5 separate regions of the Mus musculus genome follow, and regions 2, 3, 4 and 5 are each linked to region 1. Evidence: chromatin contacts called from public Hi-C, HiChIP or PLAC-seq and Micro-C data. All regions are on one chromosome and are shown on one strand. The core of a region is the stretch at or near the end of the contact, and the rest is flanking DNA. Distances in the headings are between cores, read along the strand shown.

Region 1 (6,167 bases), core at 1,722-4,221:
TGCAGGGGGCAGAGCAGAAGTACCATTAGGGGGCCTCCCAGGCAAGTGTCGCCGGCTTCTCTGGAGCCGGGCTGGGCATAGCTTCCTAGGTCTCTGCCTAGTCCGCAGCGCCAGACCCTCTCTAAGCTTTTGAAAAGGACACCGGCCCAGTCGTCAGACCCAGGCCCCAGGGCTCCAAACCTGGGCGGTAGCTAAAGAGCAATGGTCTCTAAGGTGGCAGTCCTCAGGCTCCTGACCTTTGCCGGTTCCCTAACTGCCTTAGTACCTCAAGCCTAGATACCTCCACTCTGTGTGTCGAGGGCAGATAACAGGACAACAGAACCCGGGCTCGAGGATTGGTGCCCACCATATAATAATAATAACAATAATAAGTTGTAGCAGTAGAAGAAATAGTGGTAGTAATTCCCTACTTTCTAGCCTATTTTAAAATTTAAAATTAAGCGTAAAAATGACGTCGTGTTTTCTCGCGGAAATTTATTCAAGAATTTTTTTGTTTGTTTGGTTTCTAGTTTTGTCTTGCTATCTCTCTGAGAAATTGCAGAGATCGGTTGAGACGTTGCAGCCGGGCCGGGACAGAAATCTCGAGGCAAGTATGCCCAGTGTCTAAGGCCGTTGCTTCCAGAGTACCCGGTTCTAGAGGTCCCTGGTTGCAGAGAGCTAGGAGAGGAGAGTGAAGGGACTGGAGCCTCGCGGGGATCGAGTTGAGGGTACTCGCCGAGATGGTCGGGCGAAGATCCAAGCTGTCCGTGATATGGCCAGGCGACCAAGAATGGGACTGGCAAAGAATGGGGAAGCTGAGCTCTAAACTTTGAAAGCTAGGCTTGGGTATTTTGGCTTCCCGTATTAAAGGAAGTGAATGTATTTACCACCACCACCACCCAAAAACAGCCGGTAGTCTCAGCGGGAGTGAAGGCAAATTCAGTGCTGAGCTAAGGGAAAAGGTGTTTTACTTTGGTTTGGGTTTTTGTTTATTTGTTTGTTTTGTTGGGGTGTTTTAAAATAATATATAAATATATAAAATGGCGAGCTGGCATACACCCGAGTCTAGACTGACAGGAATGCGAAGTGTTATTGAATGGAAAAGCCCGTCGTTATCGATCGCGCCCGGCGGAGGTAGGTCTTTTATGGACTGCAGTCGGCAAACTAATTCGAACCCTTTTCCTAAAGTTTTAACTTTCTTACCAACCCCAACCCAGAAGCATACAAAATTACTAAATCGGGGAAAAAAATGAAGATATCCAAACAGATCTTCCCTTGTCGGGCCTTCTCTCGACTGGATTTTCTCTTTTCTTTTCTTAAATTTCTTTCTTAATTTCTTTCTTTCTTTCTTTCTCTCAGGAAGAACAAAAACAAAAACAAAAATCAGCAACCAAAGACCAAACGGAACCCGACTTCCCGCCACGTCCAGCGGGTGCCCGGGTTAAACAGGTCGCTGAGAGAACTAGTGGAGCTGTGGAGGTTTCTATTCGCTCTCTTCCCGCCCCTCCCTGGGCCTCCAGAGCAGGAGGAAGGAAACAGTTTGCTCTGAGGTTTCCAAGGTCTCCTTGTCTCCTTAAAGGGGTTGAAGACCTAGAAGTTGCGGGTCTGGGCTGGGGGGACATAGAGTGAGTGTAGAGCAGAGTTGAAGTCCAGTGAACCTGGCCATGTGGCCCTGTCCGAGTCCCTGAGTGATAGACCGGCCGGGAACACGGTCCAGGGAAACAGGATTCAAAGACCTCGCGGGCTCAGAGCTTCTTGACAGCGGGCTTCGTCGCCCAGCATCGTGTCCCAGCCAGCCCGACCCCGGCCCGAACCACGGGACACCTCGTTTGCACCCTTTTACAAAGGGTCAAGGAGTGGGCAAGCCAGTAACCCAAACGAGCTTCAGAGACTGGGGACCAAAGCCTCTCGGGCCCCTAGCTGCCCAGTTTCAGAACCAAGAACCCGGGCTGACCTCCGCCCGTCCAGGCCTCGAGGAGCGCCCACCCGGAGCAGGCCGGGCGCAATGAAGGAGGCGACCGGAGCGGCGTGCTTCAGTTCCGCGACGTGGCACGTACCTTGGAAGCGATGACCCAGATATCGGTAGCGGTGGATGAGCCAGGGGTAGAAGGTGGACGGGTCCCGCTGCTGCGAGGCGAAGAGGGGGTGTGGCGAATGCGAGGAGGGCAGGGGGTGGGCGGCCAGGGCGTGCGGCGGCGGCACCGGGTGCACCGGCACGGCGGGGTTGGGCGGGTGCGAGACCGCCTCGGCGAACACCAAGTCCGGGTTGGAGTAGACGCCCCTGCCGGCGGCGGCGGCGGCGGCGGCCGAGTGGAAGCCGTTGAGGAACGGATTTATGGGACTGGAATTGGCGTAGCTGAGTGCCGCGGGACGGATGGGATCCTCGGAGCGCGAGGCAGGCAGGGGACTGTCCTTGGCCACCAGCGACTCGATGGTGAAGCAGCGCTTGGGCGCCGGCTGAAACATGCTGCGCCGAGGAGCGGGCGCGCTGGGCTCCCTGCTCCCGGCGACCGCGGCGCGCTGCCTCCGCCGCCCGCTGCCCGCGGCGAGGACCGAGGAGAATGGGGGACTCGTTTGTTTGGGGTGGGGGTGGGGGTAAGGAAAGGAAGGAAGGAAGAAAGGAAAGGAAAAAGGAAAGGAGGGGGAGGGGGAGGAGAGGCAAAGCCGAAGATCCCGAGAATCTTGCACCAAACGCGCCCAACCTGGAGAGAGGGGGGAAAATCCTTCCAGAAGAATTTGCAGGCGTGGATTGGGGTAATATTTTTTTGAGCGAGGTGGCGTGGGGGGGGGGGAGATTGGAGTTAGAGGCAGGGAGGGGGTTTTCGGGGAGGCAAAAAAAAAGTTTTCTCTCCTTTGCAAAAGGCGGGCAGGGCGCCCTAAGTCCAAGGACAATCCATGGAAGTGTTCGCTTCTTCACTAGTAGTGCAAACGATTTGTTAGTTCATGAGCCTAATTAGTGCGGGGATCACATAAACAGCTTCCTCCGAAGCCTGGTAAATGGCTTGATGATTGGTCGCTATTACTCGCCCTGAGGTGGAAGGGGGGAGACTCTTTAAAGTGCGTCAGAGGGAGGCGAACGCCTGGGAACCCGGAGGCCTGGATCCGGGCCCAGAATGGAACGGAGTCGGCGCTACTGCCCCGGCTGTGCCTCCAGCCGCCCGCCCGGCCGCCGACCTCTTGGTGTCTTCGCCCTGCGCTCCGGGCTAGCTCCCTCGCTCCTGCGGCGCCCGCTGCGGCTTCTCTCCTCCTCCTTCGCCTCCTCCGCTTCCCTCTTCTCCTCCTCTTCCTCGTTCCTCTCCTCCTCCTCTTCCTCCTCCTCCTCTTTCCCCCTCCTCCTCCCCCTCAGCCACCGCCTCCTACTGCACCCACACCACTCCCACCGGGGCACCCGGGTCCCTGCAGAGTCTCGGGGCTGCGCTGCCTTTGCTGCGGACCCCTGGATCCTAAGCCTGCGGCGCTGGAGCTGATGGGACTGAATCACGGACGGACACGCAGATTTCTTCACACCCTAAGCTCCGCTGCGGTTGTCCCCTGGAGGCCCGCGCCCGGGTCACTGAGATGGCTTCGGGCGCCCGGCGAGGGTAAGCGGGCGGGGACTGGTTCCGGGCAAGGGCTAACCCGCTTCACTCCTACCAATCCCCACCCCCAGCAAAACTCCCGAGGTTTCCTAGGCGCTCGAGGGGGGGGGTCCTCCCACCCCTCCAACCAAGCGTAGCTTCGAGGTTCCAGGGTCCACGCGTTTGCAGTCTTTGACCCGGCTGGTTCGTTTTTTTAAGTTCAAACCTGAGGGGCCAGCTGCGCCTGTACCGTGGCAGTGGACTTCCAGCTTGCACCCAAGAGTTTCTGCTTATCCTTTCTGGAGGGTGGTCACTTCTGTCCCCAAAACAGCTCTTTCTGGGAAATGTGGGGTTATTTGGGAAAGGAGTCTTGGGTCCTAGGTCAGAAGCTGAAGTTATGACTGTGTTATCGTTCCATTGTCCTTAGTGGCGTTGACACTGTTCCCATTATTGCTATTATTACTGTACCTATTTTTATTCTGACATCTGTTGTCCCAGGGCTGGGTTGCTCTACAAATCCAGGTTTCGCAACCTGGCACTTAGGATTGTGTCTCCGGTCCTAGGCCCTGTCCGCATTTTCGAGCTTGCCTTCGGTTTTGGGATGATTTTAGGGCCGACTTCTCTCGTCCCCATTGGCTCACGCTGAGGCATAATTATGATCACATCCCCCCAGCCTGCTGGCGCTGCTCTCTGTTTATTGGTGGTTAAAGATCTATTATCTATTCATCAGCCGCCTCCCCCCCCCCACACACACACCCTTTGCCAATTACATTCTTCTAAAGTGAAGTACCAGCAGGTATTTTACAATTAATGATAATTTTTTTCTGGCGTCCTTTAAATCTGTTACTCCCAGGTCGAAGCCATTTATCCTAAGAGGGATAAAATATCTGTGCTTGGTGGCTAGGTTGCCTGAGACCCGGGAGAAGCAGATCTGGAGAAGACAGACGTGAAGTCCTCTAGAGGGACTATGAAAGCCACCTGATTCCACCAAGGGTCTGGGTCTTAGGACGCTCCAGGTAGTCCCGGCAATAATAATAATAAGGAGAGGTCTCCTGTTTGGTTTCTTGGGGTTTTTTTTTTGTTTTGATTTTTTTGTTGTTGTTTTGTTTTTCCTCTACTGCTGTTCAGGTTGTGTGCGTTTCTTGTATAGCGTTCATGTGAGAAGGCAGAAGCTCAAGGGAGCCCCTAGGTAGAATGGGAGTTGAGAAAAGTGTTTCCACCTCAGCTTTGCTCTCCTCGTGGTATAAATCTGCCCTTGCCTTAGACTTCAGATCATTTCACCTTCTATTCTAGATGGCCTTCTTTCTTTGTCCCTTTTTGGGGGCAAGTTCAGAGATTATGGGCATTAGATTCAGCCCTATAAAAAAGGGTATGCATTTGAGGCCACATTCTCCTCATTCCTGAACCAGACCCCAAATATAGCTGAGAAATCTCTCCCTAGTTTCATCTGGGTTGTGGAAATAGAGGCTGTGCCTCTGAAGACTGGAGCCCAAAGAAGGGCGGAAGTCTTGGGCCATGCCTAGTCAAGCAAGATTCAGAGGAGCTAGGGCTTCTAGAAACAAACGCTAGAAACAAACGCTTCCACTTGGTCACACTGCAGATACTCTGGAGGAGGGTGAGAAGGTGAGTCTTGTCTTGAATGGGTCTGCAATGCTGTGACTACAAATTAGGACCACTAAACTCTTCACTCAGAACCAAATACCTCCCCCAGCATTAGCATCATTAGCATTAGTACGCTTGGCTGTGGGTATCACAGCCATTGACTTTGAGCGGCAAGGAATCCAGACCTGTTTGGAAGATTTGATTGAAACTCCCATATGTTGGTGGGACTTACTTGATCCCTCACCTCTCTGTACCAGGGTGTACTGGGGAAATGTCTTGAGGGAATGAGCACCTAGCTTCAGACAAGGGCCTCCAGTCTCTTGCATGAGGCAGGGGCATATCACCAGTTTCATGATCCTCAGCAAGCCACCAGCCTCTTGCAAAGTTCCCTTCTACCATTAGATTGCCGACCCGAGGTGGTCTCTGGGTGCCCTGCAGGTAGCCAGTGCTCAAGAGCAGCAGGAGCATTTGGCAGTCAAGTACATGAACCCAAGGAGGCTCTGCCCCTTCTCGCTCAACCTCCACTGAAGAAGAAAAGCGGGTTTCCGGTGAGTCAGGCTGGGTGCAGAAGCCATAGATGCCAAATAATCTATGCTAATTCATGCTCCCAGCCCAGAGGTGCCCCGGAAGAATCTGGTCTCCTCAGCGTGTAGAGGAATTAACTAGAGAGTAACTTATTAACCACACTGACCAGCAGAGGCGCACCAGGGCTCCGGGCATTCAAGTCCAGCTTGAGACCCAGAGCTCATAGATGGCCTAGCAGAATTCTAGTCCTAGGTTCCTTAAGGACCCAAGAAGCCACTGTTTGGTTAAGTACCTGTACACACAGCTGGGCTGATTCTCTTTGCCCAGTGTGCACTCCAAGTCACTGGGGGATTGGGCACCATGGTTTTTGCAGAGGACTAGAAGACACATGTGAATGTTCTAATAATGCATTTGTCTCTTACTGAAAGACCAGCGTCAACACCTCAGTCTCTCCTGACCTCATTTTGTCATATGTAAAAATGCAGCCCGTACAGTCTAGAAAGC
Region 2 (6,167 bases), core at 1,905-4,404, 430 kb before region 1:
AGAGAACATCTGATTTGATCTTCACAGAGACACAGGGTTATCCAGTGTCGAGCAAAACAGTCGAAAACAGTGGTTCTTAACCTTCCTGTTAAACACCCCAGGGTCACTTACCAGATATTTACATTATGATTCATAACAGTAGCAAAATTACAGTTATGAAGAAGTAATGAAAATAACCTTATGGTTGGGGGTCACCACAATATGAGGAACTGTGTTAAAGGGTAACAACATTAGGGAAGGTTGAGAGCCACTGATCTAAAAGAAGAGAAAGATTCATTAGGCTGCATGCTAGACCTTTCTACCAACCCACCTGGCTTGGCATTTACCCCCATATCCTATCCAGTTAACAGGCTCATCCCTTCAGTGTTTCCTAGGCCTTGAGACCTCTTGTCAGCACCTGCAGCTCCCTCCCTCCCTCCCTCCCTTCCTCCCAGTTTCCCTTTCTTCCCTTCTTTTGCCAGAAATCCCACCCTGCATCCCCCTGTGCTGCTTCACAAGTTCCTCTAGGGATTGCTTCCATCAGGGGTCCCAGGTGACTTGTTTTGCTCAACCTTTGCCCCTGGCCTATATCTTTGACTCCCCAGGTGTGTCTGCTCTCAGCTTCAAGCTTCCCTCCCCCATCTAATTAAACCCAAGTGGTGCCACCTGGCCTTTTCCTTCCTTGTTGGGCCTCTCAGTCTGGTCTCTTTCCCCAGGTTCCTTCTATCTCTGCCCTTGCCTGCCCTCCCTTTTCTGAGGGTGCCTGTGGGTCTCCAGGTGTCCAGTCTTCAGCTGTCACTGGAGTGGGTGATGGCCTTTGAAGCAAGCAGGAAGGCCTGCTCCTCCAGGCGCTGGTCTCTTCACAGATACCCTGACAGATAGGTGGATCTTCCTTGCCCCTCACAGCCTGAATACCAAATTGGTGGCTCTTGCCACCACACTCATTCCCACCCTTGCTTTGACTCTTCATAGTCTCACTTGAGAGTTAATGCCAAAACATAACCCTGTCATTTCTCCTTAACCCAGGCCCTGCCAAACAACGCAGACTGTTAACTATGGAGGGTGTGATTTTTGTTCTCTGTTCAATCAAGTAGAAAGGAAACAAAAACAGAAACAAAACAAAACAAAACAAAAGCCTGTAGGGATTGGCTCTTGCCTGGTTTTCCCAGATAGAAATCATGGCTTGCCCACTGAACATTGAACAGGAAAATAGTGATTCTAGTCTCAAATATATTAAGAAGGAATCTATCAGACACAGGGAAATTGTCCCGTCCATCTAATTTTGTTCTGTAACATACTATAGTTATCCCTTAATGTCTCTAGGAAATCAATGCCATATTTCCCTTGTGTCCCAAAATATGCAATGCTTATGTCCCTGATATCCAACACTATAGCAATTTGCATACACAGTCTGCAGACATTGCCCATTCAAATCACCTCAGATCCTTGCCATGTCAGCTGCAACTGTTGTATATATGGTTGCTGTCCTACATTATGAAGGGAATAATGATGAGAGGGAAAAAAAGAACATCTAGACGTGCAGTACAGATAAAGAAAATTTTCAATCCAATGTTGGTTGACTTCATGATGCAGAAGTGGCATGGGAGGAACTGTGTCTTCAGCTGATTACAGAACATGGTCCCTCCTCCAGGTGGCCAATGTGCAAAGGGCAGGCCACTAAGTGGCATCCCCACTAACCTCCTTGTCTTAGTCAGGGTTTGTATATATGGTTACATCATGACCAAGAAGCAAGTCAGGGAGGAAAGGGTTTATTCAGCTTACACTTTCATATTGCTGTTCATCACCAAAGGAAGTCAGGACAGGAACTCACATAGGGCAGGAACTTGGAGGTGGGAGCTGATACAGAGGCTATGGAGGAGTGCTGCTTGCTGGATTGCTTCCCCTGGCTTGCTCAGCTTGCTTTCTTACAGAACCAGGACTACTGCCCAGGGATGGCACCACCTACAATGGCCTGGGCCCTTCCTCCTTGATCACTAATTGAGAAAATGTTTTACAGCTGGATCTCATGGAGGCATTTCCTCAAGGGAGGCTCCTTTCTCTGTGATAATTCCAGCTTGTGTTAGATTGACACACAAAACCAGCCAGCACACTCACTCCTCTTTTAATCTTGCATGTTCTCCATAATTTTCCAGAGTTTGAGAGGCAGAGAGGACTACATACATAAGTTTGATTCAATCACTAAACAATTTTTTGCATCTGTTTCCTGATTTGATAGAAAGGGAAAGTCAGCTGGACTCTCCCATAGCCTTAAAACACATTACAAAATACAGTGGTCTAGGGTTTTATAGTATTCATTTGCATTTTTTTAAAAAGTACTTTTCAGGGACTGGGGATGTAACTCACTTGGCAGTGTTTGCCTAGGATGCAAGAATTCCTGGGTTCAACACCCAGCATTGCATATACCCAATGTAGTGGTGATCAGCAGCCCATGAGAGCAGAGGCAAAAGAATCAGAGGTCACAGGTCATTCTCAACTACTTAACAAGAGAGAAGCCATTCCAGGGCCATGATACCCTGCCTCAAAATAAAATAAATCAAAACCATCAATCATAAAAACTGGTTTTTCCATGTTTCCCAATTCTAGTAGTTTCGGTTTTGAGCTGAGAAAACTGATCTGAACCCAAGACCTCCACTGATTATCAACTGCCATGCGGCAGCACCCAGAGTTTTCCTCCTTTATCTCTCTAAGGAGCCTTGTGCAGACACCCCAGGACACCCTACCCACTGTCCACCTTGTGCACTGCAGAGGCACAATGGGTTTCATCACCTCCCTCTGGTAAGTGTTTGATGATGGTACCTTTGATGTGAGTGCGGATCACCAAATCAAAGTGATGGTTTGTTTAATGTTTGCCACACATCCGGGTGATTCTGAAGCTAACACAGAAGAGGAGGCACATTACAACAGGGATTTCTCTCTCTAACCAATTAAGGTCATTCAAGAAGTCTCCCAATTTAAATAGTTGCCCAAGTAGAGAATGAGTCTCCCTAGCAACCATTTACTAAGAAGGCACATCAGATGATTGTGAAGAGACCAAAAATGCAGACATATAAAGTATGAGCCAGCAATTACTTGGACAATGACAGTTTGCATAGAAGGCACACTTGAGACCTGGCGCTAAGCTGTGTGATGAATACCAGTGTTAGGTATTTACCCTCAGTTTTTCCTCTGATTACTACACCAAGAATAAATTTTCAAATTCTAACTCTAGTAAGGCACAATAATACGATAGTAAGATATGATTTTGAAATCACATTCCTCTCCTCTGATACTTAATTCTGTGGCTGTGTATTTCCATAGAAGACCATCAGTTTCCTTTCTGTTTTCCAGAAGAGAAAGCTCTGGGGACAGTCTAGCTCTGCCCAGCCTCAGTGGGTACAGCTCACTGGATTGGCAGGCTGGGACCTTAACTCTAAAGCACTTGATCCTCTTTGAGGGAGGTGTTTCTGCATTCTGCATTCTGTATTCTGAGATGCCTAAGCAACACTGTGAGTTGCAAAGACTTGTGTGAGGGCTTTTCTAGTTGGCTAGAGCTATGGATGACTGTGGAGACCAGTTTAGTTCCCTCTAACTTAGGGAAAAGGATGGAGAAGCCCATTTCTAGTGCATGAAGTGTCAATGCCCACTAATTTGGTTTTACCTTCAATAAAGTAGATAGTTTTGCTTCCAACCAGTTGATCCTCCCAGAATGGGAAGAATGGGATGTTATTCAATGTGGCTGCAAAATTTTCATAATAATAAGCAATCAATATTGGCCCCCAGGAAGCCCTATTTATTCCATTCACTGGAAAGGAGACCATCTGTGGAGTAGGTACCACTAGGTCTCTGTCCTGGGAACATGGAATGTAGGCATCTGCAATTAATGTTATTAATTTTAATTGTGCACAGAATCCTTTGATGTCTGCAGTGCCATTATTCTGCCTTACAAATAAATAGCACTACCTCTCTGGTATAAGTTTAGGGAAAGCTATTTTAGTCCACTTTCTATTATCGTCAGGCAGTGGGCTTTACCAGCTCACACAGAACAAATTTGATTGTGTTTATATTTAAGCTTTCTTAACAAGGGAAAACAGGAGGATTAGCTTCAATAAAAACAGGAGCGGCATTCTGAATGTGTTTAAACAAGTTTTCCCCACCAAAAAAAAAAAAAATAGACCTATAGCATATCATTTTCAACTACACTGGCAGGGGAAAAAAAAAGCCAAAGGTTCCCCTAAAGAATTTGGACCATGCTCAAGGCAAGTTACAGCTGGATCCTATTATAGGAATCAATCTTTTCTCACCAATGACTGTTTACATCCATGAAGCTTTTCAGTAAATTCATTCAATCAAAAGCAGTTTTCGATGCTTGGCAAATATTAGATTACACATAATATACTTGTAATGTTAGCAGAGAAAAGAGGATGACACACACCCAGGCCACTCTTCAGAGCAGCTGCTGTGTCCACCCAGCCTGAGGCATGTCTCTGTGTAGATTGATGGGACTTACTTTAGTGCACTAATGCTGACACATTTACTTATCATTCATGATAATCACTTCTGCTGCTTCAGGGAGAAATTTTTCTAAGCACCTAAGTATTTGGGGGATTAATTACGGTGTGCTGAAAAGGAGGAAGGCACTTTTGGGGTGATACAGCAGTGTTTGTCAAGACTCTGGTCCAGATAATCTAATTTATTCTTTTGTTCAATTAGAGTAACTTGTCTGTGTCCTCATTGTTCTTTGTCTCAAACTGGAGCAGTGGTGTTTTCTTAAAAAAAAAAATGTTGTTTTGGGCCAGTAGGCAAAGTGCTTGAGTTCATAGCTTATCACCCATGTAGAACGCTATGCATGGCTGTGAGTATCTCTAACTCCAGGACTGAGGAGACAGAGAAAGATCCTCTCTGGAACTCAATAGCTAGTTGGCCTAGCCAAAATGGCAAGTTGCAGGTTCAGCGATGAGAAACTATTTCAAAAAATAAGGTTCAGAAGGTTTGAGGAAGACATACCGAAGGTAGCCAGTGATGTTCACAGTACTTCTACACACACACAAGTACATGGATATGCTTAAACCACACACATACATGCACATGGGTGTACAAGCATGTACATGTGCATGCACACACACACACATGAGAGAGGTCATTTGGGAAATTTCACTCTATAAGCTGTGCATTACATTTCTCTTTATGTAGCTTTCATTTCTGTACTTGACAAAACACCCTGCTGATAAGTATGTCTTCCTATCCCCTATCAGGAAATGTAGTCTAATGGTTAGAACAGTAAGTTGAATCTATAAAGGACTACAGTGAAAAACAGGTCCCCTCCTTCCTTCCTTGACAGTCTATAGGTGGAAGTCATAAGAATCAGTGGCTTAATCTTCCCCCAAGCACCTTTGTTGGCTCTGCCTTTTTGTGTAATGAGTCATTTATGCAGTGAGTACTCCAAGTGCTTTGCAGATTTGAGGATAAGCACAACATAATCTTAAAATCTGAGGGTTTCAAGAAAAACAGTTGTGATATTCCAGGAGGTACTAAGTTAGATTTGTAGAATGAAAGCCAGGTGATGTCCAGTGTTGGTGGCATGTAGGAGTCTAGGGACCTTCTTCAGTACTAGAGAGCCGAAGGACAGCGTATACTGTGTATACATTGTGTATATACTGTGTATACACAGTGATGAATCTAGTGAGCATGCCTTTGAGGTTGGCAACTGTATCTTTCACAATGTGTCCATGGGAATCTCTGACAGTATCCAGGACTGCCACAGCAGGGCTCACTGTCAGATGAAATATAGAGTGCATGTGTCATAAATGCTTTGTCCTGTCTGATGGTCACAGGACAGATACACATACAGTAATGTGGACTTAGGAGAAAACATAAGCACAACCCTTTCCCAGCATGGAACAGGATAGCATCTATGCAGCAGCACTGGGTATATAAGTGGGCCATGATATCGAATAAAACTCTGCATTTTCCTAGAACACAAACACAATGAAAGATCACCCAGACATGCCTCAGTGGTTGCATAAGATGGGAGTGGACAGAAATGAGGATATTAGGGAATGAATATGCATGTGATATAAGAATATGAGGAAGAGCCACGAATGGAAAAACAACAGTATGGCAAGAGCCAGACAAAGCAAATTCAAAATCTCTATTTCAAATGTGGCTACCTCCCCCAACTCACTCTCTCT
Region 3 (6,167 bases), core at 1,222-3,721, 400 kb before region 1:
CATTTAAATTTTAGTCTAATAAACAATGGTGGTTCTTCAGTGTGATGTTCAAATGCTTCCATAATTTGAACTGTAGGGCTAAGATGTCATTTAATATCTCTATACCAAATGAGAAGATATTACATTGAATAATTTGGATTTTAAGATTTTGAGCCTTAGAGGTGCTATTTATTTATGGCTTATGAGTTTTAAAACTGTAATCTCACAATGAATTTGGTTAACATTATTAAAAGCCACATCTTAAACAGCTGTGGTTTGTTAAATATATTAACTTTGTTAGTACCGTTGTCTATTGGATTTTCTTTTTAACATGTCAGGAGCACACGCATCTTAATCTAAGTTTGTCCTAAATGCTCGATTTTTCCTCCAAATTTACCTAGTTAATTATACGTATGTGTCATTTTGCTCTTGCAGAGAGCAACTCCATCTAAGATGTACTTGGCACTTGAGAAAGAATTTTTTTTTTTTTACTTAAGAGAATAATCACTCCTGTAAAGAATCCAAAACTCTAATTTCTTTTTCACATCCAGCCCCAGATATTCTCAATATCCTCCTTCATTTCCAAGGGGGATACTAGGGGAGGGGCTGAGATAGGGACACCCTGGGAGAGCCCTGAGCTTCAGTGTACTACAAAAGCTTTCTTAAAAAGGGACAGGTTTCTGGACTTTCTTGGTTTTAGGGATTGGAAAGTGTCTTGGTGTCTGGGTTGCTTCCCTAATATCTCGAATTATTCTATATGTGGCGAATGAACAATGGACGTCTCCGAGAGCATTTAAGTCTAACAAATAAGTTCTGGCTACATCAACTCGGTGCATGGAGTTGGTTTCTGTCTTTCTTTTCCTGCCTTGACGGGTCTGATAGAAATCAGAAGCTTCTCTGCTCTTTGGATTTTTAAGTAGGAAAGAAAGACCAGGTTAAGGCGTAGATGCCTCTCCCTGGGCCCACTGAACCCGAACCAAGTGGCTATAGGTCACAGGAACAAGGGGCCCATTGTTGTCTTCATTAAGCAAACCCACCATGCCGATGAATGGGAAGCATTTAAAAGGTAAAATAATTCACTAGACTTTGGATGTGTTTCTCTTTAATTAGTCTGATGAGTCCTGAGTCTGAGGACTTGTCAAACACCTGGTATTAACCCTGTGATGCTGACCTTCAGTCAGGAAAACTCAAGGATGGGTGGAGGGGGGGGGGTTTAGCTGAATGAGAACCCCCTTTTGTGAGCCTGTGTTTCAGATGAAAAGAATCATTACCACAATGATACTTCTAATTATACTGTCATTAGGATACATCCTGGGTTAGCAGTGGTGCAGGGAGCCTTGCTTTTAGATAACATGACCCAGGATAGGGAAGAAAGGAAGCCTGGGAGATGGTTAACCCTTTCACCAGACTCAGTCCAACCTAAGTCCTCAGAGTATAACTCAAGCACTTGCTACTGACAAACTGTGAGTGCATCCTACATCAACCAGAAGAGTCATTTGTACCATTCCTGTTCAGAGTTGAGTACCACCAGTTCAGTGCCAGTGGGCATACTGTTTCATAGGATATGTCAGCCTCTATAGGAGACCTGTTATCAACCAGCAGGACTTCAGTATTAATAATTCCAGAGTGAGGGTGCAAGAGCTAAGACACTGGCTATAGGGCACTGTGTTTGCAAAACAGTGGAGCTTTTTCACGAAAAACTTGGATTTGGGAGTCTGATAGCCTGGAGTTGAATCCCAGCTTCATAACTCATTATATCCATGGCTTTGAGTGAACATGTTTAAGCTCTGTGTTTCTTAGCTGTTAAATGGAAAAAATGATTGGAAGGTCACTGTGGCTCAGGCCTTTATGGCTGGACATGGTGGTGCAGGCCTTTAATCCCAGTATTTGGGAAGCAGAGATGGTGGCTCTCTCTGTGTTTGACACCATCCTGATCTACATGGTCCTGAGTCCTGAGTTCCAGGACTACATGGAGAGATTCTGTCTCAAACAAGCAAACAATTGCTCCCCCACCACCAATAAAGGAAACAAATAGTTGTGTCTCAGTGCACAGAGCTGTTAGGAGGCAAAGTGGGTATTTGCTGATTCGTTTCTAATGTTAGATATCACAAAGTGCACTGCAAGCTTTGGGAAACGATTGATGATGTAGTTGCTAAGTCTTTTGTGTGCACATCCATATTACGCATATGTGGGCACTTGCATATTGAGGCCTGAGACTCGACACAAGGATTCATCCTCACCTCAGTCCATCTTATATACTGAAGCAAGGTCTCTCATTGAATTCAAAGCTGTCTGATTCAGCTAGCCAGCTAAGGGTCCTGTCTTACATAAAGCAGACTTATGTAAAGCAGACTGCTGTATCTGCCTGGCCTTTACATGGGCATTGGAGAGTCTGACCTCAAGTCCTCAAGTTCACATAGTAAGCAGTTTACCCACTGAACCATTTCCCCAACCCCCAAGCTGAAGTCTCAGTAAGGTGAGTGTACACATTCCTGAAATTACTAGACACTCAGCCATTCCTGCCTATGATATGCAGAACCTCCTGACCAAGCCTGTATGTCTGGAGTTAGATATTTGTAATTTCTGTGGACTCTAGATAAATGTATCTGAAGAAGACTGGCTATCAATGGAATTCTTTGTTCTCCAAGCCTGCCTGTCTGCTTCTAAGTACAAGCTCCTCAAAACTGTTTTGGTATAAATGCCCAATAAGACATATTTTTCTAATAAGGATGGTATGTTTTGTGTTGGTGACATTTGGAGAGCTCAAATGATAATGTTAGAAAAAGTCTCAGAATATTTTCAGGACTTTATTCTTCAGAACAATGAACCACAATGCCCCAAATGGGGTCATGGATTTCAGTGAGAATAAATCCAATCCTGTTGACATCTTTGAAAAACTGTATCTGCCCCAGACTTCAGTTGGCACTGAGATTTCAAAAAAAGATTTTATTTCACATATTCTCTTCATACATATAAATGGATTTACATGTAAGAGAAGAATGTGAACTATTTGAAAGAATAGCACTATTTATATTTAAACTATTCTTATTCTTTATGGTGATTCTTTTTGGTCTGTGTTGAACAATAGCCTAGAGAAACCACAATTTCAACTATTGTAAAATAAATCGGTCTTGAATTTCACACTTCAAGGGTGTGGATTTTTTTGTGAGGCATAACGAAAAGATTGTATTGAGGGGATTGATATTGCTAACAAATAAGAATGAAGATCTAGTGTCACTGTGGGGTGAGGCAAGTGTAGCCAGGGAATTGTCTGCAGTTTGCCTCCAAACCCACATCTCCCCTCTCTCTGTCTCCCTTTCTCCAAAATACACACTAGTCACATCACATTCTAGGTAAAGATTTGATTTTACAGCTCCCTAATCAAACCACTATGCAACATTTCTAATCCATTAGTGGGGATTTTTATTAAGTAGAGTCATTATTTTTATTTTTAAGCCCTTCTATGATGAATTTACAATCCATACATGGAGAGGGGGGTTGGAGCATGCTAAAGTCACTTGATTTTGAACTCTGAAGGTAGCTAAATCCAGGAGCTGCTTAATTTCTGTGACCATTGTAAAGATGACAGTGTATTGCTATGAATTTTAATTAAAATAGCAGACTTTGTTTAATCCTTTTATTAAAGAAAAAAATCTCCCACAATGCAAGTAAAAAAGTACGTGTAAGACATCAGTTCATTTTTGAGATCTTTGAATATCTTGTCTGCTGTGCAAGTCCCATAAGCTAAATCCAACACACTCATTTACTCCCCAAGCAGATAGTTCCCCTCCTACTTTGTGCAAAAATGTAGAGCCCCAAATTTGTTTTTAAGTATAATTAGGCCCCTAAAATGTGTGGCTGTTCTCTGAAAACTCTATTGCTGAGCTTTTTTTTGCAATACAAGTTAATTAACTGGATTTAGATATTTGCAAGATGATATATTTAATGGGATTACCGCTCATATAATGTTCTCAGTGACTGATTTGGAGTCTAAGCTCACAGGACCAGGGCTGAATTTCCAGCTCTTTGAGAGTTAATGTTGTGTTAAGGAAAAGTACAATCTGACCCTCATTGTTCATGAATAGGTAAGCTATTCCCGTGAAATGGAGCTGGGCCCTACAAGGGCTGTGGCCTGGCAGATGCGTGATCTGGAGGGTGCAGACCATCACATTCCAGCAGCTGCCCCAGGTAGCTGGAACCCCACACCTGAACTCCTCACAAGTTCAAGGCAATTGTGTCTCAGTCAAAATAGAATGGCCCATTCATTCTCCACAGTCTGTCTCCCAAGTGGGGTCAATCAGATGCCCCAGCCCTTCAGGCTTAAAAGATAAACACTCATGTTTTGGTTGGTTGGGAGTTAAAAATGGAAGCAGGGAAGCAGGCAACGCTGCTCTTCACCCTGAGACCGGGCCATTGTGAGCATGGAATGCTCTAATTCCATCTGTCAATGTGGGCATTCAAAATATTTGTGATTATTTTATTAGACAGGGTGGAAACGTAAGGGATAGTGGTGCCCTTGGGAGGAAGGAAGGTCAGTGTAGAAATGAGAGCTGTAAGAAAGAGAGAAAATGAGAAAGAGGAAGAGAAAGAAAGAAAAGAAACAGAAATGGAAGGAGGAGGGGAGGTCGAATGGAGGGGGAGAGGAGGAGGAGGGACCTTTTTACTCTTGGCTACATTTCTCTCTCTGTCTCTCTCTCTCTTTCTCTCTCTCTCTCTCTCTCTCTCTCTCTCTCTCTCTCTCTCTCTCTCTCCCTCTCTCTCTGTGTATGTGTGGTTTTAAAGCAAATATATTTTGGCCCATCAGCTGGATATATTCTACTGCCTCCTCAGTTGTTGAACATATTATTAGTGACTATAATTTCAATCTTTCTCTTCAGAGTACTGCTGTAAAAAGGACATTTTAACTAAACTGTTGAAATTTGTGTTAAATGTATAAATATTAGCTCAGTCAGACCCCTATTAAGACGTTTAAGTTCTCATGCACTCAGTTGGAAGGCTGGATCTTGGTACTTAATTCTTCATTTCCATTGTGAATGAAACACTTCTTGTACTTGACCTATCAAGGTCATTTTGAGAATATGCCTTTAACTCAACCATCACTGGAAACCGTCGAGCCCAGAATGGCATTAAAAACACTGGTCCTCAACCTTCCTAACGCTGCGACCCTTTAATTTAGTTCCTCATATTGTGGTGACCCCCAAACCACAAAATTATTCTTGTTGCTGCTTCATAACTGTAATTTTGCTACCTTATGAATCACAATGTAAATATCTGTGTTTTCCAATGGTCTTAGGCGACTCCTTTAAAGGGTCGTTAGCCCCCCCACCCCACGGGCATTGTGACTCACAGGTTGAGAACCACTGCATTAGAAGAAAGTTCACTCTAATTTACTCAGCAGCTGGGGGGGGGGGTTAAGATCTTTTCATCTTTTGGTTGAAGCCCATCTTTGATAAGGCCACCTTAGCTTGTTTGCGTCTTCATGTGTGTCCAACTCTGAAGGTTCGGGGTTGGTTTTATTGCTTGATTGAACTTTGTGTAAGTCCAGGGATCGATGTTGCCCTCTGGCTCTCTGCTCACTTTCTTCACCCTTTCCTCAGGTCTTAGTTACTTTTTAAGCCTCTGCTGATCTGTAAGACCAGGTCAATCCCTGTGTCAGAGGTATTGGTACCTCATGTATGGTTCCCATGGGACCGAACAGAACTGTGCCTTTATGTGCATTCATGTTCTATTCCTTTTTTTTTAATTGGGTATTTATTTCATTTACATTTCCAATGCTATCCCAAAAGTCCCCCACATGCTCCCTCACCCACTCCCCCACCCACCCACTCCCACTTCTTGGCCCTGTCGTTACCCTGTACTGAGGCATATAAAGTTTGCATGACTAATGGGCCTCTCTTTCCACTGATGGCCAACTAGGCCATTTTCTGTTTTTTTTTTATTTTTTGTTTTTGTTTTTTTGTTTTTTGTTTTTTTTTCCATTTTTTATTAGGTATTTAGCTCATTTACATTTCCAATGCTATACCAAAAGTCCCCCATACCCACCCACCCCCACTCCCCTACCCACCCACTCCCCCTTTTTTGGCCCTGGCGTTCCCCTGTACTGGGGCATATAAAGTTTGCGTGTCCAATGGGCCTCTCTTTCCAGTGATGGCCGCCTAGGCCATCTTTTGATACATATGCAGCTAGAG
Region 4 (6,167 bases), core at 1,390-3,889, 390 kb before region 1:
AAGATAAGTGTTGATGGATGTATGAAGATTTCCATCCAGCCTTATAAAACATGAGCTCTGTAACTCTGCAAGTAGAAATAGAGCCTTTCTGGCAAAAATGTTAATACAGTGCCTTGGTGTTTTGGGGTGATTGCTTTTCAACACCTGGGACAAGTTTTAAATTTACAATTCCTATTTATACCTTCCCCTTGAATATCATGAAACTCCCAGGCATCTTATAAAATTTGGAATAGGTCTGTGCTGCTGAGGTCATAACTCGATTAATCATACAGAAAGCACAAGCCCAGGCACATCACAATTACAGAGGGATCATGTCGCAAACGATCCAGGCACCTGAACTGAGGCATGGTCTGACTCTCAGGAGGGGTTCTGCGAATAAAAAAAAATCCAAGGAATGAATCTAGAGGCTGGTACCAAAAGGCTATGCAGATCCGTGAGACCGAACAGGCACTAGGAAGTGAGCATTGAGGAGAGGCTGATGAGAGAGGCAGAGGCCCATGGCTCCGTTTCCAGTGCATCAAGGCAAGTAGAAGGAGACGCAGCAGAACAGAATAGACACAGCAGATGCAGCAGGGCGGGGAAAGTAGAAGGCCTTACAGCATCAAGCAAACCATTCTGTCTCCCTGTCCTTCCAACGAGAGAATCCAGTATTGGTTCTGGAATCAGCACAGCAGTCCCTTCCAAGAGCTGCTTTCATTTCTCCAGGACACACATCTTGGAGCTCGACCCTGATTTGATACTCTCTAGGCATATACCACAGGCCAGTGACTCAGTGAGCCCCCCTCTCCCCCCCCCTCTGTCCCTCTTGTGCATGCATGAGATACTAGAAACCTGTAGGCCATTAAGGCACAGACATCAATTTAGGAGACACGTTCAGGAATTTGGGAGTTTCTTTTGTTTTCTGAAACTGGTTTAAGAGCAAGTATAATCTCACTGTGATAGGCAGTCTTGAAACCATGCTCTAAAGACACCCCTACCTTTTGACTCTTCATAATGGACCTTTGTAGATATATTACCTCACATAACAAAAGGCAGAAATGGGGGATCAAGTGATGCATGATCTGGCAACCCAGAGATCTTCATATGTCATATGAGGGAGCAAATGACAGCTGCAGAAATGCCTGGTTGGGGAAACCAGGCCTTGTATGTTTTGCAAGAGCATGGGTGTTCTCAGAATAAATCTTTGAAGGGAGCTAATAGAATGATTAGAGTTCTCTACTCCTCCCAGATAGCTGTTCTTTATATCTACTAACTTGACTTTATCATTTGTAAAATGTTGATATCAATATAACATGGTAAGGGACTGGAGATATGGCTCAGTAGTTAAGAGCACTGATTGTTCTTCTAGAGAACTCAGGTTCAACTCCCAGCATGGCAGCTCAAAGTTGTCTGTAACTCTGGGATCCAACACTGTCATACCAATGCATATAAAATAAAAAATAAATTAATTAAAAATATGTAACATAATAAATATTAATATCATATTAATATAATTAATTATCCTGCCCTTGACCTTAAATACCATAATTTAGGCTTCTTAGTTCTAGACAGGACACATGCTAGATTCTTGAAAAAATGGCAGCTGTGGAGTTTACTGTAGAAAGACACTTATTATTTTAAAGAAAACAATCTCTGAAGCCAGGGTCCTTGTTGAAATATGGACTAGATAAAAATAAAAGATGCTGCTCATTGAACAAAGCCTACTCCACTCTTGTAATTTCCATAGAGTGACTGGACTCCATGTGAGATGAAAATAACTTCGAAAGGGGAGCAAGAAGACTGAGGCCCACAGAACTGTGGTTCTTTCTATAACACAGACTCCCTTGAGGCTGAAGAGCTAGCTCATTGGGTGACATGCTTGCTTTATAAGAATGAGTACCTCAGCTTGATCCCAGAAACCTACATAAAAAGCAGTGTGCAGTGGTGAACACTTGTAATTCCAGAGATGGTGAGATGGGAGGCAGAGACTGGTGGATCTCTAGAGCTTGCTAGCCAGCTTGTCTAGCCTCTGTGGTGAGGCTTGGAGAGATCCTGACCCAAACAAAAGATAGGAGATGCCTGAAGAACATCTGAGGTTGACCTCTAATCTCTCACACATGTACATATGTACACATGTCTCCATACAAACATGAATACACAACACACACACTCACTCACACTGAATCCTCTCGATATCAATCCAAATCCAGGCATCTTATCCAACTACAGGCAGGTGCCACTGTTCTCCAGGGTTCAGTTATTTGTGGCCTTTGTCATATAGAAAGAAGAATCTTGAGTCTGAGTGTGTGTTGGCTATTTCAATAAAGAGGTCTTGGGAAGTCAGACCACAGAGAGAAGCTACCCAGAATGTTTTGATGTCTGATTGTTGTTCATAGAATACATGATGATGGGACCAGTGGTGGATTTGGGGGTATGAGGGGGAAATGGATACATTCTCCAAGCACAGAAACCACTCAGCAGATATCGCTGCCATTGCTTATGCCTGCTCAACCTGTCAGATCTTCAACCTTTCTGCCTCTTACCTGCAGACTCATAGTATGGAGGAGTGGGTGGAAATATTTGCACTGTGCTGGTCTGGGCCTGATAGCACTCAAGTAGCCACGCCTTGCAAATGCTTCTGGGATCAAATAACTGTTATGAAATCATGTATGAGTCAAGTGTCAATGTCAATGGCTCTCGACAGCCTGAGTCAAGATCTGAATCATGGTTTACTGTGTAAGTCTAGTCTGAGAAGCCTTAAATGACCCCATGTGTAAAGGAGGAGAGTAGAGGAGGAGAAGAACCAAACTGGGCAAGAGGGAGAGGAGGAAGAGGAGTAAGGGGGAGAGGAAGGGCCGAGAGGGAGAGAAGGAAGAAGAAGAAGAGAAAGGAAGGAGAAATAGCTCAGAGAAGTAGAGAAGCAGACCCTGGGGCTTAACATAATCTTATACATTGCTACTCAGTGTTAGTTCAGAAGTCAGCCTCTATCTTGTTCCCTTAGTTCATTTTGGTCATCTGCTTTGTTTCGTCAAGGGTGGATTCCTCCTAGTGTTTTTATTCCTCTTGGTGTTCTTATCTGGAGTTATGCTTTTCAGTCTTGGTACAGGCAGGAGAAGGGTCAATAAAGTCAGATAGAAGTAATTAATTGGCTACTGAATGGAGGGCACAAGTAATCACACAGTAGATACATTGTGGGTGACTTGTCACCAACAAGAGTAGACTGTTTAGTAACCACACAGTAGATACATTGTGGATGACTTATCACCAATAAGCGTGGGCTGTTTAGTAACCACATAGCAGATACATTGTAAATGTCTCATCACTAACAAGAGTGGACTGTTTTTACCCTCACTCTTTAGATAATTAAACTGAGGCGTCTAAGTCAATTATTCAAAATTACAAGTCAGTTTAATGCTGCCAGGAGGACACTGGGAGATGGTGCTGATGGTAAAGTGCCTTGGGAGTCACATGGGAGAGTCTGATTTCCCATCTGAAGAAGGCGACTGACTGGAGAAAGAACATTAGGATGGGGAGGTCCTTCATTTGAGATCAACTTATTGCAGTGAGTTGACAGAGAGTCAGGAATGGTAGGTCAGTGTAACGTACACCATGGAGTTCCTTTAGCCTTGATTATCTGACTACTCATCATTCAGGACCTGGTGGTCTCAGGACGGTTTATAGCCTCGTTCAGTATCTTCAGTTCTGTGAGAGTACAAACAGCCTCTCAAATTTTTCACTCCCCAAAAAATGTAGATGAAGGTCATACACATAGCAAGAGCCAATGGACAACTTATTAAACTAATAAGAGTTCATTGTTCTTTCTTTTAAATTAAACTTGAACTGTTATATGTATACCTTACATATAAATCTTGAGAGAAAATGCCCTTATAAATCTCTTTATGAGGACAAGGACAATTTCCCTTTTCATTCACCAGTATAAATCCCTTGGCAAATATAGATGGTTTGGAAACTCCCCAGTCCTTGCAAAAAAGAAACAAGAGTTTCTGAAATTTTATATTAGCCATTTTCAGTTATTGTATTTTTCTGCTTAGTATTACACAAAGATCTTCAATAAATGACGTGAAAATTCAGTGAGACTTTTGGCTCCCTCACAAATATATATATGTATGTATATATATATTGGGTTCACTGAAACTTTAAAACAAACACTGATAAATTCATGCCTATCTGTTAAATGTTAGAATTTCATCACTATTCTTGATGGGTTTGATTTTCCCAATCATAACACAAAAGACACACTCTGTTGCCTCAGTCTCCCCAACCAGGGCTATGCCAGCATTCTGATGGCCCTACCATATGCTAGATGCTGTTCTAAGCACTTTCCTCAATACCTGATCAGCACTCCATGACCTGGTGGATTATATACTGTAGATGATGTTTAGACTATGGGATTTAATTTCTGGATGGCTTCAGCACCCCAAATGATTATTAATGTGATTCAACTTACCTATAAAATTTTGGAATTTGAGGTAAATTCCAAAGGGCTCGTGAAATAGCTCTGCCAGTATATTGCTTGCCTGGAAGCATGAGACCAGAAATTGATTCCTAGAACCCACATAAAAAGCTAGGTGTAAGTGAGAGCTGAGGATGAACACTCACAGATCTCTGGGATTCAAGGAAGTAGACAGTGTTCCTATGGATGATACCTGAGGTTGTTTTCTGTTCTTCATGTGCATGTACACATGTGTGCAATGCACCTACAAACATATGCACACATATAGACACAGGCATACAAGCAAAAACACAATTAAAGTATAAAACAAGGTAGTCACAAAAATTTTTTAATGAAATTAGTGAAAACCCAAAATTAAAACTGGAATTCATACTCAGGAAAAAAACTTGGTGGTCATAGCTGAGACCCAATCTGAAACTGCTGAATAGCAGCTGTCAAGGCAAGCTCAGCAGATTTTGTATCTTCAAAAGTGCTAGAGCTGCTTCATGAATCAATGTTTGAGACAATGAAACACTTTGAGAGCCATGATCACCAACAGAGCCTAGGGGTTTTGCTTTGTCCAAGTCTTAGAGCCAACTTTAGCTTACCTTTGGAAATAATAAACATGGATTGTATTAATGATATTAAATTATTTGATGTCAGGTTATCATTACGTTATAAGGGCATATATCTACATATCTCTATCTATCTATCTATCTATCTATCTATCTATCTATCTATCTATCTATCTATCTATCCATAAGAGGTTTATTTTAAGATGAATAAGAAAAAAGCAAAGTGTTGTAGATTATTAAGACTAGCAAAATATTGATAGTTTTAATATCCAAGGTTCCTTATACCTCTTTATGTTTAAATGCATGTTAAAATTTCCATAATGAGCATTTTTAAAGGCTAGATGAATGAATTATGTGTTGTCTAATTTTATACAAATGACATTTCCACCTGTCCATCCTTTTTCACCCCAACTCCTGTGCTGTTTAATTATCTGGCTGCCATAGTTCCACTAATTAGTATTTCCAAAGTCAAACGAAAATAAGAGATATTGTCTTAGTCAGGGTTTCTATTCCTGCACAAACATTATGACCAAGAAGCAAGTTGGGGAGGAAAGGGTTTATTCAGCTTACATTTCCCCATTGCTGTTCATCACTGAAAGAAGTCAGGACTGGAACTCAAGCAGGTCAGGGAGCAGGAGCTGATACAGAGGCCATGAAGGGATGTTCTTTACTGGCTTGCTTCCCTGGCTTGCTCAGCCTGCTCTCTTATAGAACCAAGACTACCAGCCCAGAGATAGTCCCACCCACAAGGGGCCTTTCCCCCTTGATCACTAACTGAAAAAATGCCTTACAGTTAGATCTCATGGAGGCATTTCCTCAATTGAAGCTCCTTTCTCTGTGATAACTCCAGCTGTGTCAAGTTGACACAAAACTAGCCAGTACAATTGACCCCTTGTCAACTTGACACACAAACACATCACTAGTAAGCCTCAACCCTTACATTCTTATTCATCCCCAAGGTCTAAATAACTTTAAACATCCCACAGTCTTTACATATTCTTAAAATTTCAATCTCTTTGAAATATCCATCTCTTTTAAAATCCAAAGTCTTTTTACAATTAAAAGCCTCTTAACTGTGGGCTCCACTAAAATAGTTTCTTCTTTCAAGAGGGAACATATGAGGGCACAGTCACAATCAAAAGCAAAAATTAATCTCCAAC
Region 5 (6,167 bases), core at 1,599-4,098, 280 kb before region 1:
GCTCACTTCTGTGGGGCAAGATTCACAGAAGCTTCCCAGAGGAATGTGGGCCAAATAGCCAGTTAGACAAAAGGTGATGGAGGGCATTGTGGGAATAGTGACAGACATATCTGAAGCTCTTTAGAGTGCAAAGACTCTAAAACATTCTCAGAGGGACTATAGACTTGTGGTTAAGTCATTCAGTCTGATCCTAGCAGACTGTGTGCAAAACACACGGTTTCTCTTACTAGCTTGGTGACCTTAGGCAAAAAAACTTCCTGTTTCACATCTCTAAATCAAGTTGTGCTAATACAGATGGTATCTCACAGAGCCCAGCACTCTTTGGGGGTCTCAAAGTGTTCTAACTATGTCAAGGCTATTTATTGGAACAAGTGTGTGAAGTGACTTAGAACTGACCAATACATAGGAGGTTATTCTTACCACATCTGCTTGCTCTCTCTCTCTCTCTCTCTCTCTCTCTCTCTCTCTCTCTCTCTCTCTCTCTCTCTCTCTCTCTCTCACACACACACACACACACACACACACATATGCACACACACAGATGGACAGACACACACACCAGTGCACACAGACAGACATACAGATGCACACACACATACAGACAGAGAAACACAGACATAGAGAAACACACAGGTATATACACACACAGATGCACAGAGACACACAAACAGACACACATGCACATACACACACAGCCACACATGCACACAGCCACACAGACACACACACACACACACACACACACACACACACACACACATGCACATACACACACAGCCACACATGCACACAGCCACACACACACACACACACACACACACACACACACACACACACACACACACACACACTATGCTCCAGGTCCCGCCTTTCGTTATCTTGAACACCAACATTCAATGCTCTTTGCAGCTCTTAAGACTCAGGATGAAGTCAGGGACCACAGTGGCATCAGCCTTATTGTTTGCTAAGTGTTCACTCTGCATCCGCTGACACAGAATTTGCACTGACCAAGGCTCTCCCACACAGTGAAGATTGAGAAACACTACTTTAGAGACTCCAAATACCAGGCTGCTCAAAGTCAAAAGATAGCACATGTCATGCCACATGATTACCAGAGACCAGGGGAGATCATTTCACTATTTTGACTTCACCACAGTGACTCTGACTCTGAGGAGAAATGATTCTTTCCCAGATCACTGGAGATTGGAATCAGTATCATTGGGGAAAGGCCAGGGAGGGGAAGACTGAGTGAAAAAAACAAGAGGCAGCATAGCTTTGCTCTGTTCTACTCCCAGTGTGTACTCTGTCTCCCTTCTCTGACATGATTGGCAACCATCACAATTGAAGTCTTCTCTACTCTCTTGCACCCAGAACCCATGGTTGATACCACCATTCCAATTGTGAACACACACTTCTGTTGCTATAAGAAAGAGAAGGTATTCCTTAATAGATGATGAACACACGGTAAAGGGATGCCTATTTGCGGTCCAAGACTAAAAAGTATTACGCTTTTTTTAAAGTCATCTAATTTTTGATCTGTGTTTTATAAATAACTCATACACTTGGGATACAGCTAATATTATTTACAACCCACCGCACTAAAACACAAAGGCCTATAAGCTGCTTATCATGTGAACATCAACCAAGGGTTTGCACGCCGCCTCTCCTGGCTGTGTACAGTTTCTTTTTCACCACATTTGGTGTTTCTTTGAACACTTCATGGGTACAGCTCAAAAGATTCCAATGTGGCATTTCCTTTGATGGCTATTGTGCTCCATGGGAGCCGCAAATCAAATCACCTTGTTACCAAATGATATTTCGCAGGAGAGGTTTCTCGGAGCTTATTTGCAAAATAGATAATAAGCCCACAGTCATTTCGAATGGAAACAAATCAAAGATGCAGTCTTAGTAAGTTTACACTATACTCGGTTGTTTGTAAGATAAGATTTGGGTACCTCTTAGCAGAGAGAGATTGGCTGGAAAGTAATTTACCAGCTGGACAAGCCAGACTCCTCTCAAGTCTTTTAAACGTGTATTTTAAATGACATCCTTTCCAGGATGGCTCTCTACCTGTGTTTAAAGGCCCACTTGCTGGGAATGTTTGAAGGGTCTCTGTTAGAAACTCTCCAGAAAGCTTTCCTCCATCCCACTAGGAGCCCGATCCCTGTCTGTGGTAGCTGACAAGGGGAAGAGTTCTGAATTGTTGAAATACTGAGCCCTCAACAGTTCTTTCCAACCTCAGTCAGAAGTCTTTCGGGGGCAGTTCAGAAGATGTGCACACCCAAAGGGAGCCTAAATTTGAGAAGTCATTCCTTCAGAACTATGTGGCTTCACTCAGTTAAGGGGGCATGGGTACAGGAAACAGCAAGAATTCTCCTCCTCCTCCTCCTCCTCTTCTTCCTTTTTCTTCTTCTTCTCCCTCTTTTGACTGCCTTGGTCTATCTATATGCAGCACAATGAAGATTAAGTAGGGGCCACCAGGAATTCTTAAATTTAAAATATAAGCTATACACTAGCTTTACAAGTTTAAAGATTTATTTATTTTATGTGTATGAGTGTTTTGCTCATTTGCATGGACATGCTCATATGCATGCAGCCTCATTCATGGCTGGTGTCCTGGAAGGCCAGAAGAAAGCATGAGCTCTCCTGAAACTGGAGTTCCAGTGCCCTCTTCTGACCTGCAAGTGCACCGGGCACACATGTAGCACGTATACATATGTGCAGACAAAACTAAAGATGCAAATAGTTGTGAGTCAGCATGTGGATTCTGGGAACTAAACCTACGGTCCCCCTGAAAGAGCCACAACCGCTCCTAACTGCTGAGCCATCTCTGCAGCCGCCTCTACACTATTTTAAGAAACTGTAGACAGTTGGTACATGGAGATGTTTAAGAAACTGTCCCTAAAGAGGCATCACTTCATCCGTGACATTACATTTCCAATTAGTCTTCCTGAGGGCTGCAGGAGGCTTCGGTTCTGCTAAATATGTCTGCATCTCCAAAGGGAGGGATGTGTGTGTCATACATTCTGGTTCTTTCTGTCTCTGACACCAGATAAGTGATCTGTGGAGGATGGATGGATAGATTGGTGGGTGGATGGATACGGTTGTTAATTCTTCAATCATGTCTAAATTGTGGGAAGATACATATGAAATGAGATGAAGGGCTTATTGTTCAAGACTGAATTTCTTTCTATTTATTATCACAGTTGCCTACACAAACTAGTCAGGGCCCAAAAAAGGAAAAATAAGAAAAGTTTATGGGTCGTCATAGAACTATGAAGTAAAAAGAAGTTAAACCTGGTTCAGACAGGGCTGGGTCAGAATATTGGAAGGCTATCCCTGGGGTGTCCATTGCTCACTCTTTTCTTGCCTTGTCTCTGTTTCTGTCTAGGTTGTCTTCAGTCTCAAAGAGGATCAGGGTTGCATGGTCCTTCCAGTGCTCTCTCCTGCTCTCTTTTTGCTTTCATCCCTTATTTCCACCCCAGAGAACAGTCCCCTTAGAAGTATGTGCAGCATTTTTTAAAATAATGTCTCAGCATAAACTCATGGATAATATGCTGTAAAAAGATTATTTTAAAGTGCATTTGACAATGTTCCTGTCATGAAGGAGAGATTTTTATCTCCAACACCCTTAACTATAATTTCACACTGTTAACCGAACTTTAGAGAAATGGTATCTTGGTGACAGCTGAAGTGCAGGGTGCCTAAGAAAACTTGCCTAAGTCCACCCAGCTGCTCAGTGCAGAGCTGGGTTACAAACTGAGGGAGGTCATCCCACAGAGACAGAGCCATGAACAGTTCTGACCTTTCGGTACATTTGGGAGAATAATAGTGGCTTCCTACAGGGTTACGAGGAGTCTATGTATTCATGCACAAAAAGTCCTTATAAAAGTGTGTGACACACAGTAGCATTTAATAAATACCAAGCGTTCTATGCTCTTGCGAGTCCCTGGGCCGGAGTTCTAGGCAAGATGTGAAAGAGGAAAACCAGAGTCTAATTAATTGAGTGTTCTAGTTAGTAGGTTTCTGGCTCACTGATAGTAGACTATATTGAGTTGGCCGATGTCAAACATTCCTCTGTCAGAGTGCATTCAGCACGTGTTTAGGCAGCCTGGCCAAACCTCACTGAGCAGGCTCTCTCCGTGGGACCGACTTCTGCAGCCAATCAGAAACTCGGATTTTTTTTTCCTCCAGCTGAGGATAATTTTAAGTCTGTTATGGAAACTGTGTGAATACCATGCAATAGAATTCCAAATGCTTTACTTTGTAGGGGGAAAAAAAGCACTAGAAAATAAGCATGTAACTTCTTAGGGGGAAAAAAATTCTGATGTCAAAAGAATGCAGAACACTTAAACTTTGGATTCATAGCAGTGCCCCGGGCTCATATCCCTCCTCTTTTTTTCCAGCTTCAGCCCAGATGTTGGCATGGAGAATGGACACCTGACCATCTGCCTGCATAGGAACTTACTCCATATCTGGCAACTTACACAGTCACAGCTAACATTGTGCCCCCTGACAGTCTCCCATATCTCCCCACCACCAGGGCTTGTCTGTTGCGACCATGTATTTGTTCTATGAATGATGAATTCATTCCCGAGATGAGGACCTTGAACTCCCTGCAATTCGAGGATTACTTAAGACTGGGCATCTTTCTAAACAGGCTCCTGACTGGCTCTGACATCTAATAACAAAAGGCCAGGACAGGTGTCTTGCATTTCTAACTGAGAACAAAGAAGGGGGTCGCAGCATTATGATAACAAGGCTATCTGGGTTGCTATGGGCTGTAGTTGTGTGTTCACACTTCCATAATAAACCTATTTTCAGGGGCTTATGATTCAACCATAAAAATCTGTTCCACGCTTGAACTTGGCAGACTGCAAGCTAGGAATCCCTCTCTTGCTTTCAGACATGTTTTTGAAGAAGTGTTTTGAGATGAGTTTAAATTTACACTGACAAAAATATTAGGGATTTGAAGGACCCTTCTTCTTTCATTGAAATCCAGAGAAAGCTAATCTATTTTCCCGGAGAAGGAGATTCGGCTTTGGGGAGCAGGTTTTCCAGAAAGGTTGTCAAGTTAGAAAGAAGTTAAACACCAATCTGAAATGAATTAGAGAGCATTAGACAATAATTAAACTGAAATTAGGGCATCATTTATTCATCAAGCCATCACTAAGAAACAATCCAATCCTCGTAGACACCTTTGAAATATTTAGATATCTTAAACACCTTTGCAAGAGGGAAGAGAACGATGGGATTGTTTCTGCTCAGAGGGGTTTGCCAAGGACAGGGGCTGAATTTTAAATGGTACTGAACTGTGGGAGGGCGCAGTGGGAGATGGAGCTGTGTTCCAAAAGATGTCCTACCCTTGTATTGAGAGGTACACCTGGAGTCTGATGGTTACAGCATCCCTGAGGTCTTAAGGTACAAAATCAGTGGGTAAGTCCTCTAGCTTCCTCCTATGACAACTAGGGAGTGCCCCAGTAGGGTGTCCTGAGGAGTCCCACATAGAATGCAACTTAGAATTGTGTTTGGGGGTGGGCAGCAGATATGGCTTGGTTGGTAAAGTGCTTGCCTAGCACTCGGAAAAAAACTGAGTTCAATCCACAGCACTACATAAACCTGAATGTAATGATGCCCACTTATAATCCTAGCACTCTAGAGAGGCAAGAGGAATTCCAGGACATCCTAGCCTATATAGTAGTTTGAGACCAGTCTGGGGTACTTGAGACTTTCTCTTTTTTAAGAAAAAAAAATGTCTCTCTAAAGAAGAGGCTGAGGCTAATCATTGGTCCATCTGCAGGTAGTAACTCATTCTGTCAGTAGCTTTGGCTTCTCCATCTGCACCAAGCAAGCCTTTATGAACTTGGGTCCCAGAATTTTGGAAAAAGCCTTGGTACAGAGAAGACAGTGCCATGGTGAGGAAGAGCCCTTTCGATCTCCAATGATTTGAAGCTGCTGAGGGAGAACATGGCAAAAGGAAACCACACCAGTCTGGTTTGCCCAGGACTTTCCCGTTGTAACCAATGCAACTATCACCCTTTGGGGAACCCTCCACTGTATGGTAACTGTATGTAATCACTCCTCCTTTATCTGCCTATGGGAACCTATGACAGCTTCGGGTGGAACTGGGAGCATACAGGCCAGTGGTCTAGACAGGTGGCCACTAT

Evidence for each region. HiChIP or PLAC-seq counts read pairs in DNA pulled down with a chosen protein or histone mark. Hi-C and Micro-C count contacts between places; a contact is called where the count stands out from the background.
Region 2: a contact with region 1 is called in a CTCF HiChIP or PLAC-seq map of the NIH/3T3 cell line, with 6 read pairs. The contact joins the enhancer-like site here to the promoter of Emx2 in region 1. A contact is called at or near these places in 5 of 39 promoter capture datasets (the 3T3-L1 cell line, embryonic stem cells, hippocampal neurons and 2 more), 1 of 15 datasets of contacts at CTCF or cohesin (the NIH/3T3 cell line), 2 of 484 Hi-C or Micro-C datasets (adipose-derived mesenchymal stem cells and tail fibroblasts), 10 of 115 datasets of contacts at active chromatin or transcription factors (the NIH/3T3 cell line, craniofacial prominence, embryonic basal ganglia and 7 more) and 3 of 9 other capture datasets (adipose tissue, embryonic tail and liver).
Region 3: a Micro-C map of embryonic fibroblasts shows a contact between it and region 1, with 4 times the contacts expected there. The contact joins the enhancer-like site here to the promoter of Emx2 in region 1. A contact is called at or near these places in 3 of 39 promoter capture datasets (hippocampal neurons, liver and pre-B cells), 1 of 15 datasets of contacts at CTCF or cohesin (the NIH/3T3 cell line), 4 of 484 Hi-C or Micro-C datasets (embryonic fibroblasts, neural progenitor cells and uterus), 12 of 115 datasets of contacts at active chromatin or transcription factors (the NIH/3T3 cell line, astrocytes, craniofacial prominence and 8 more) and 3 of 9 other capture datasets (adipose tissue, embryonic tail and liver).
Region 4: a contact with region 1 is called in a CTCF HiChIP or PLAC-seq map of the NIH/3T3 cell line, with 6 read pairs. The contact joins the enhancer-like site here to the promoter of Emx2 in region 1. A contact is called at or near these places in 3 of 39 promoter capture datasets (hippocampal neurons, liver and pre-B cells), 1 of 15 datasets of contacts at CTCF or cohesin (the NIH/3T3 cell line), 4 of 484 Hi-C or Micro-C datasets (cortical neurons and uterus), 9 of 115 datasets of contacts at active chromatin or transcription factors (the NIH/3T3 cell line, astrocytes, craniofacial prominence and 6 more) and 2 of 9 other capture datasets (embryonic trunk and pancreatic islet).
Region 5: a contact with region 1 is called in a Hi-C map of cortical neurons, with 2.9 times the contacts expected there. The contact joins the enhancer-like site here to the promoter of Emx2 in region 1. A contact is called at or near these places in 6 of 39 promoter capture datasets (hippocampal neurons, liver, maxillary cranial neural crest and 2 more), 2 of 15 datasets of contacts at CTCF or cohesin (large pre-B cells and pro-B cells), 31 of 484 Hi-C or Micro-C datasets (the C2C12 cell line, MC3T3-E1-derived osteoblasts, the N1E-115 cell line and 15 more), 15 of 115 datasets of contacts at active chromatin or transcription factors (the NIH/3T3 cell line, astrocytes, craniofacial prominence and 10 more) and 3 of 9 other capture datasets (adipose tissue, embryonic tail and pancreatic islet).

The regions. Positions count from the first base shown.
Region 1 is chr19:59,455,494-59,461,660 of GRCm38.p6, reverse strand. Emx2 (empty spiracles homeobox 2) reads right to left here and starts at 2,971. Exons shown (of 3, transcript NM_010132.2): 1 at 2,037-2,971. The coding sequence starts at 2,445. It also overlaps Emx2os.
Region 2 is chr19:59,886,113-59,892,279 of GRCm38.p6, reverse strand. Gm46660 (a long non-coding RNA gene) reads left to right here. Exons shown (of 2, transcript XR_001782703.2): 1 at 1-2,775. Among named protein-coding and RNA genes, the nearest start is that of Gm46660, 4.1 kb to the left of the region's middle. Within about 2 kb of position 3,154, at least 15 of the 459 cell types and tissues checked have an H3K27ac peak or open chromatin away from gene starts, as enhancers often do. A contact at or near this core is called in the NIH/3T3 cell line, adipose-derived mesenchymal stem cells and tail fibroblasts, where this site is marked.
Region 3 is chr19:59,858,940-59,865,106 of GRCm38.p6, reverse strand. No RefSeq gene overlaps it. Among named protein-coding and RNA genes, the nearest start is that of Gm46660, 31 kb to the left of the region's middle. Within about 2 kb of position 2,471, at least 15 of the 459 cell types and tissues checked have an H3K27ac peak or open chromatin away from gene starts, as enhancers often do. A contact at or near this core is called in embryonic fibroblasts, where this site is marked.
Region 4 is chr19:59,840,918-59,847,084 of GRCm38.p6, reverse strand. No RefSeq gene overlaps it. Among named protein-coding and RNA genes, the nearest start is that of Gm46662, 21 kb to the right of the region's middle. Within about 2 kb of position 2,639, at least 40 of the 459 cell types and tissues checked have an H3K27ac peak or open chromatin away from gene starts, as enhancers often do. A contact at or near this core is called in the NIH/3T3 cell line, where this site is marked.
Region 5 is chr19:59,736,687-59,742,853 of GRCm38.p6, reverse strand. No RefSeq gene overlaps it. Among named protein-coding and RNA genes, the nearest start is that of Gm41878, 32 kb to the right of the region's middle. Within about 2 kb of position 2,848, at least 3 of the 459 cell types and tissues checked have an H3K27ac peak or open chromatin away from gene starts, as enhancers often do. A contact at or near this core is called in cortical neurons, where this site is marked.